Regions from separate parts of the Ovis aries genome. Here region 1 is linked to region 2. A link is a contact called in public Hi-C data. All regions are on one chromosome and are shown on one strand. The core of a region is the stretch at or near the end of the contact, and the rest is flanking DNA. Distances in the headings are between cores, read along the strand shown.

The links. Hi-C and Micro-C count contacts between places; a contact is called where the count stands out from the background.
Region 1: a Hi-C map of skin fibroblasts shows a contact between it and region 2, with 3 times the contacts expected there. The contact joins the promoter of TGFBI here to the enhancer-like site in region 2. A contact is called at or near these places in 5 of 16 Hi-C or Micro-C datasets (blood, hypothalamus and skin fibroblasts).

The regions. Positions count from the first base shown.
Region 1 is chr5:45,093,097-45,097,422 of ARS-UI_Ramb_v3.0, reverse strand. It overlaps TGFBI (transforming growth factor beta induced), which reads right to left and starts at 2,246. Exons shown (of 17, transcript XM_015096052.3): 1 at 2,062-2,246. The coding sequence starts at 2,195.
Region 2 is chr5:45,037,854-45,042,115 of ARS-UI_Ramb_v3.0, reverse strand. No RefSeq gene overlaps it. Among named protein-coding and RNA genes, the nearest start is that of LECT2, 11 kb to the right of the region's middle. Within about 2 kb of position 1,570, at least 8 of the 54 cell types and tissues checked have an H3K27ac peak or open chromatin away from gene starts, as enhancers often do.

The DNA of each region.
Region 1 (4,326 bases), core at 997-3,496, 55 kb before region 2:
GTAGACGCGGCTGCATCTGTAACCGTTCACCGCAGCCCCCCTGCCCGTGTGTCCAGACTTTACTGGGGGTGGGGAGGGACACACCTGGGACTGCTTAGCCTGTCCTGCCCATCACAGACCACTATAGGCTTTTCCAGTTGCCCTGCAAGATGATTAGCCTGCAGGGTGGGGGAAGGGAGGGGAGGGAGAAAGTTGACCTAATAGCTGAAGCTTATAATAAAGAGCATTTGCATTAAAAAACAAACTATTTTCCAGCTGGTCTGTGACTTTTCTGGGCTTCAAAGGGAAGGAGGTTTGTTACAGAGGTGGTTCCTGCTGGAGACCCATCAGCACTTTTGGGAAGCTTCACTGTGGAGTGCCGGGAGCCACCATTCTAGGTGACAGAGAATGCTATGGTTGCCTTTTCCTGACTGAGTGCCTAAGAAGATACAGAGGGACAGAAACCTCCCAGGAGGGACTGTGGCACCCAAACAGGACATACTCCATTGGCAGGAAAGGCAGAAGGCCAACAGTGAGCTGGGCAGAGACCATGGACATGCCAGTGGCTCATATTTTGACTTGATGCTTCATTCCTTCCTTGTCTTTCTGCCCTGCCCCCCCTTACCTTTCTGTACCCAGCAGAAGTCAAAGGTGAGTCTCTCACTTCCTGAAAGACCCTGGGACAACCCCCGTGCTCTCCTCTTTCCTGCAGGGTATGAGGCTGCAGCACGGCCTGGATGGCTTTCACTCTGCAGAGGGGCCAGACTCACTGCCAACACAGTCCCCTCCCCATAGCCCTGGGCATCTGAAAGGCCAAGCACGACCACAGGCACCCACAGGCAGAGGAACAAGGATGCTACTCCCAACAAGGGGCCACTTCTAAGGGCAGGGAGTCAAGGCTTTGTAGAACCCTATGAAGTCAACTCCAATCACTTCCAACACTGAGTTCTGATCTAAGTTCAGATCTGCCCAGTCAAAGGGTGGTCTGGGCACCAACTGGGAGCAAATGCCAGACCCAAAGGCATTTGGGCTGCGACACAACTCTATCCACATATGCGCTAAGTCACTTCAGTTGTATGACCCCATGAACTGTAGCCCACCAGGTTCCTCTGTCCATAGGATTTTCTAGGCAAGGATATTGGAGTGGGTTGCCATTTCCTTCCTATCCACATATAGTTCTACCTAACTGTCACAGAGGAGTTGGTGCACCCAGGAAGGCAGCAAACCCTGGCTATATGTCAAGCAGGATGGTTGAGTTTGGGATATAGAAACAAGCCCACCTCTGCCTGGGTCTGGGCCAGGGTCTTTATCAGGTCAGACCTGCTGCCTGGGTTTGCCCCCAGAAAACCAACACATCTTCAGTGTCTCAAAGGAATATATGCAATGATAATGTCCCAAATTTACAAACTCAGCCAGTGTTTTAAGAGCGGTTCCAATCCCAGCTCCCATACACACTGCAGGACCCTGAGGAAGTGATGTGGCTGCTCCAGACTCAGTTTCCCCATCTGTACAGTGTGTGTGACTCCCAGCACATTCTTCTCTCTTCATCCAGCAGGGGAGCAGACGCTGCCCTTGCTGTGCCTGGAGGCCCCTATCTGGTGCCAGGTGGTGGGTTTAGGGCCTGGCTGGGTGACCAGGGGCCTGGGGGCCTCGGATGCTGCCAGCTTGTGTGGTCCCAGTGTCACATATGAAGGTGCTGAACAAGGACCTGGCTGGGCTGGAACCCGTGCCCTGCTGGGTGGCTCCCTGCCTGCGCTGGCCACCTTCCCACGGTGATTCTGCACAGACAGCCGCCAACTCCTATCTGCCTGGAGAAGCTCAAAGCCCGGGATCCCGCTCACGCTCTGGGCCTGAGTGGAGGTCCCGGGTCAACTCTTCCACCCGTTTCCTCCACACAGGGCCTCCTGCTGACTTTTCTCCACCTCTCCTTCTCCTTCTCTCCATCTCCTGCAGGGCTGCTCCCTCCAAGCGTCCCACACAGCGGCCTGCTTTTGATTCGGGCTTTGTCCCCTACGCCCCCAGCCCGCTCCGACGGTCCCCCCGACGCCCGGTCCTTCCGATCCCGTCTGGGCGCCCGCTTACCCATGCTGCCGGCCCCGGAGGCGGCTGTGCTGCAGCACTAGCTGGTAGGGCGACCTGGCGGGGCCCGCTGGGGTGGCAGCGGGGCCCAGAGCCAGCGCCAGAGCGAGGGGCAACAGCCGCCCGAGGAGCGCCATGGAGAGAGAGGACGCGCCGAACCGACGGGCAGGCGAGCGGCGGGGGAGTGCGAGTGCCGCTGCGGCCGCGGGCAGGTTAAGTAAGCGGAGCGCGGGGAGCCGCCCGCGGGGAGGGGCGGGGAGCCGGAGGAGGGCGGGCTTCGGGCGCCCCACGCCCCCGCCTCCTGCCGCCCCGCCCCTCCCCGGGCGACGACCGTTCCAACTAGCCCCTCTTTCCCTTGTTCCCCGGCACCCAGGACTACAGGGCCTCACTACTTCACTCCCTCCTCGAGGTCTATAAGGTCCTGAGCTCAAAGATGCCTCACCGGTCTCAGGCTTTGCTGATTTCCACAACAGTCTATCCATCACACCTGCTTCTACATTCCACAGGCACCCCGATTCTCCCCCGGGCCTGCTAACTTCAAGATGGATAAGGAGTAAGTCTTATGACTGACAGAAGCCAAAACAAAACAAAACAAGACAGGTTTTGTTAAACTTCAACTGGAAACTGCGGGGGGGGCGGGGGCGGGCGGCGGGGAGCGGGAATGCCGCCTTAGTACACACTCATTGCCTGTTTTATTAAACATCTGTATAGCACTATAGGCGAGAAAGATGCTGCAAAGAGATAGCAAAGATTTTTGTCCTGGAGGAGCTCAGAGCAAGTAAACAAATAGTCACCTGGGAGGGAGGTAATTCACTCAAGCGCCTATTAATCACCCACCAATTATCTCGCACTGCTAGCCCCAGGAGACAAAGATGGATGAGTGAATGAGATCCAGGTTCTTTCTTAAAAAGTTCATAGTTGGGAGACCTGCGGGCCAGTCTACAAAGTCCTCTGGAGAGGGGCATCTGCGGCCTTGGGTGGAGGGGCAGGAAGTGACACCTGTTCCCTCTCTCCGCTGGAGTGGTGAGAAGGAACCAGACAAAATGGGGACATTCTGGGTTCTCAAGGTATCCTATTGGCTGAAGCATGGGGAGTCAGAGAAACAGAGAAGGGAAGGCATGTCACAGGACGCAGGCCTGAGCTCAGTGTCCTGCAGGGGTGACAGAGGAGCAGGTCAGTGTCAGGAGCAGGCCAGGAGAGGAAGACAAAACAAGGCAGGAGGTGGAGGTGGGCATGAAGAGGGGTAGCACACTGAGGTGTGTCTAGGAGGTTCCAGCCTTGGCAGAACTTGGAGGCTGTACCCAGGGAGTGTGGAGGAGGAGGACTCATGGATGACTAAGGTGCTGTTGGCAGGGGCATCTCGGTGGCTGGTGGTATCGTTCTTAAAATGAGAAACATGGAGGGGGGCATAGATTCACCAGGAGAAGGTAAGTGGTTCTGGACACACTGAGTTTAAGTGCTTATGTTTCATCCAGGTGTCTTGTGGGCAGCCAGATATAAAGATCTGGGGCTAGAGTGAGGGTTCTGGGGTGGAGATCCAGACATGGCAGTCTTCCTCAGCTACAGGCAGCTGAAGCCGTGGGAGTGGGTGGATCCTCTGGGTAGGCATGTGGGAGCAAGAGGTGGGTGATGACAGATGACGGAGGGGAGGCAAGGCAGAGAGCAGCCAGCAAGGAGGGGAAGGAGTGCTGACAGAGAGCCCCCAGAAAGAGGGGGTGAGTGCCACTGAATACCAGAGAGATCTGAAGGCGGATGCTGTGAGGCACACAGGCCCTGGGGACTTGGCTGTGGGAAGCAGGAGGAGCAAAGCCAGATGATGGTGGTTTGATGGAGTGATGGGCCTGTGCAGAGCGTGGACGCCTCTTCCAAGAAGATTGTGTGAGAAAGGAAGGGGAGAGTCAGGACAGGGGACACTGTCCACAGAGGCTTGGACATGTTAGGACATTGATGGAAAGGAGGGATAAAGGGGGTCAAAGCAATGGAAAAATAAAGAGAGATCATCAGAGTGGGGAGAGGGGAAGCAAGGAGCGGGCTGGAGCAGAGCAGCTTGGGGCTGGAGGAGGGGCAGAGTACAGAGAGTAAAAGCTATGGGGGACCTCACTTGGGGGGATGGTAGAGGATAGGTGAGGTTTCAGGGCAGTTACAGTGGGTAGCAGGACTGGGAAACCCGAGGGCAAGGAGGGGAAACGGGGAGGGTCTTTAGCTGGGATGATCAGAGGCAGGACAGGCACCCAAGGGAAAGTGCACACTAGACTAGCTGCCTGGGGG
Region 2 (4,262 bases), core at 321-2,820:
AGAAAAAAAGTTAACTGTGATTAGTTATCTGCTATAGATTAGAAAGTATATAATCTCAAAGCCAAAAAGGTATTTGGTTAGAGCCATAAACAGAGTGCCAATCCTTAAAAGAATAAACAAATAAGCAAAAAACAGCTACCAGAAAAAAGGGTGATGATGACCTTTATCTGAAATATTTTCTTCTTTTTGTTTTTCTCTTTTTAAAATTTGAGGGTAAAGAAAGGCATTGTGAGAAAATAAGCTGTTTTTGAATAATAGATTTTTTAAGGATGATTATATCATTTTGGTTTTACATATTCATCTCACAAAAACATCACTGGTATGATGAAGCAAAAACAATACGGTTGTTAACACATTGATAGGTATACACACACAGTAGTTCATTCACATTATAAAAGAAATGGAACATTTAGATGGTCCTTATGTTGAGCAGCAGGATGAAGACAACGAATGCCTCAGGCTGATAAACGTGACAGCTTCCATTTCTGGGCGGGATACTTTCTATGGGCCAGGTCCTGTGCTAAGCGGTTAGTATGCTTTATCTCACCAAACAGAAAGAGGCCCTATGGTTATCCCCAGGCTCAGCAGACAAAAGTATGGTGCAGGAAGGATATGTCACTTGCCCCAACCCACATGGCCCTTGAGAAGTGCAGCTGGGTCTTAAGCCCAGGTTGCCTGCTCCAGAGCCCATCCTTGTAAGCCTGGGATTAAATGAAACATATTGTGTTATGGGTATCACAGTAGTTAGAGCTGAGCCATTCCTGGTAGCTCAGCTGGTAAAGAATCCTCCTGCAGTGCGGAGACCTCTGTTCGATTCCTAGGTGGGGAAGATCCCCTGGAGAAGGGAGAGGCTACCTGCTCCAGTATTCATGGGCTTACCTGGAGGCTCAGATGCTAAAGAATCCGCCTGCAAAATGGGAGATTGGGTTCTATCCCTGGGTTGGGAAGATCCCCTGGAGGAGGGCATGGCAACCCAACCCAGTATTCTTGCCTGGAGAATCTCCATGGACAAAGGAGGCTACAGTCCATGGGGTTGCAAAGAATCAGACACACACACTACGTTATGGTAACTGTCACGCACCTGGCATCTAATGAGTCGCCATTAAAGGTAAAATGAAGGATATTTACACAAAAACAGACTACAGCAAGTTGCAACTCACATACCTTCCACATCACTGAAGGTGCCTGAGAAGACAGTTAAGGTAATGAAAGATAACCTGGTCAAGGGTCCCTTTTTGGTTCTATCTCTGCTTCACAGTTATCCCCGGGGAGCATCCCTGGATCACTCCCTGAGAGGATGTGTGGCTTTGGACTAATCACTTACCCTCTCTGGACTGACATTTTTCTGGCTGGAATGATTCCTAAACTTTCCCTTTGCTCTGAATTTCTACAATTTAAGTCACCTTTAAGATTTTGCCTGTGAAAACCAGTCCAGGAGCCCAGGGAAGCTGAAAGCTTCCTTCACTGTGTAGAAAAAGATTAACTGCCCTATTAAGAAAGAGAGCCAAGCACTGAAAGGATCAGCATTTTCCACAAAGGATCAACTCTTGTTTCGATGGCAACAGGCTGTGGTAGCAAAACTGCAAGCCTCCAGAGTGGGCATGACTCAAAACCAGAGGGCCAGGGAAGACCTTTAGAAGAGCTGATGGAATCGAATTATGCCAACGACTTTCACAATCCTGCTCTGTGTGAGACCCAAGTAAGTCAGTCCAGATGGGAATCGCATGCAGGCTTTCTGTCGGGGAAGAGGCTGAAGCTCTGAAGTCTGCTCCATGGCGCCCACTAGCGGAAGGCCACGCGGTGGCGAGGCAGACTTGCTGGCTGCTGGGGTTCCAACAGCTCCACACTGTTTAAGCCCAAAGTCCACGCGTGCATCTCCTGACTAGGAAAACAGGAGAAAAAGGCAGTGTCTTGTCCAAGGCCATCAGCTAGCTAGAGACAGAGCTGACCTTTTGGCAGCCATTCTGGTCAACACGGAGAAGTTATCTTTTGTACTACAACCAATGGTTCTCTGTCATAACCTACCATTTCATATTTGTTTGTTGTAAGATCCTGATCGCCATATGAAAAGAAAGTAGAAACTTGCTCTATCCTTAACCCAAGAAAATATAAAATGTCTGGACAAAGTCTTAGGTCTTCTGATTTTTGTCATTTAATAGCTGTGCAAATAAATGCTTGGGATCCCATGAATATTTTATTAATGAATATTTTATTGGAATCAGAACCCCCATGAATACTTTATTGGAATCAGAATCATTCAGGGAGAAAAATTATATTGGAAGTAAGAATTATTTGACAGATACTTTGAACTTCTCATGAGTGACCAGAGAGCATAGTACTAACTCTCAAGTATAAAAAATCTGACAAAATCCAGCAAGTCATCTCAAGTATTATGGTGTATGTGTGTGTGCGTTAGTCAGTCACTCAGCCATGTCCAACTCTTTGAGACCCTATGGACTGTAGCCCGCCAGGCCCCTCTGTCCATGGGAAAGAGTGGGTCGCATTTCCTCCTCTAGAGGATATCCCAACCAGGGATTGAATCTGTGTGTCTTGTGTTGCAGGCAGATTCTTCACCATCTGAGCCACCAGGGAAGCCCCCAAGTATGATGGTAGTAATGCCACTTATTTTCTGGATAATTAACAATAGTTGAAACATTAAGAGTATATGTGTTCAAACAGTGTTTAACCATGTTAGGAAAATAAAAGCAGCATGTGACTCAACTCTTATACCCTGAGAAGCTGCATATCTTCACAAGGAAATGAGATATACACAGTGTATACAGTATGTGACTGTAATTCTGAAATAAATTAAATGCCCCAGAAAAAAGTTTAGAGGGAGTCTCAAGAAGGGCTACTGACAAATCTGGAAACAGCTAGAACTTCATGGAGCAGACAGAACTTGAGACAGGTCTCCCAACCTTAAAGGATGGGACGGGCACTGAAGTAGAAAGGAAGACAAGCGTTCAGAAAAGGCAAACACACAAGGATGCAGAGTGGGGGCCGAGGCAGGAGGAAGTTCCACAGAGAGAAAGGGGGTGTTCAGAGCAGTCCTCTCATGGCTCATCGCCTCGTGACTTTAGCTTCCCAAACCTCTCCCAATCCCTAGCTGGCTCCTCTCTTGCCTCTCTATCCAGGCTAGATCTCACAGTCAGCCTTTCCAATCAAGGTTGTCAACTCTATGCTTTAGCTATCTTGGGGCCTCCCTTTGCTCCCAGTCCTGGCCAGTCAGACACTCCTGGGGCATCACAGAGACGGAGCTCCTGAGTCCCAGCTGCTTGGCAATCCTTTTCTTCATTTCCCATTTATCAGTGACCAGTCCAAACCACGTTCAGTCTCATTCTTGTGGACATTTCCTTGCCACCCTCACATTTCCTATGCCTTTCATCTCAGAAGATTGAGGCCCTTCTACATGGGCTCCAACGTAACTTGTCCCTCTTGAAAATGTTTATTGCCATTTATTCTCCTTCCATGTTCCAGATCACCCCCTCACCTTCACACATCACATCCTCAGGTTCAGACTATAATTAGGTTCTTTGCTCCTGGTGGCTCAGAGGTTAAAGCGTCTGCCTGAAATGTGGGAGACCTGGGTTCAATTCCTGGGTCGGGAAGATCCCCTGGAGAAGAAAATGGCAACCCACTCCAGTATTCTTGCCTGGAGAATCCCATGGAGGGAGGAGCCTGGTAGGCTACAGTTCATGGGGTCGCAGAGAGTCGGACACGACTGAGCTACTTCACTTCACTTCACTTCTTCACTTTGGTTTCATGTAGCAGATTTCTGTTTCAAAAACTATGGGGTAGAAAATCTTTTTTTAACTAATCTTTTTTCTTCTTTTTTTTTTTGCTCTTAAATGATAAACTGGAACAGTGTATTATTTGCTATTTGTTATGAAAATGCAGGGGCTGCAGGCTAACCTCAATGCACGCTCCCTCCCTTGTGAGAGTCTCTGTTTGCTCCACATACCACCCACTCTTTGCTCTAACAGCCCTTCTGTTTCTGTATGATTTGGCACAGGTCAAACAGAAAGATGTGTGGCGTGCTCACAAAATGCAAAAAAGCATGCTAATGAGACGTGGGGATTAGGGATTTTTTCCCCCTCTGGCTCCATTATTTTCATTATGTCTTATTTCTCTTCTAACTCCTCATCAAAGGTCTTAAATTGAACAGGCTATAAGATAAGTTTTCAGTGAGATTGTAATTGAGTATATAAAGTGTCCATAAATTAAACCAACAGAATGAAATTTTCTGAAGTCCCTTGAAAGCT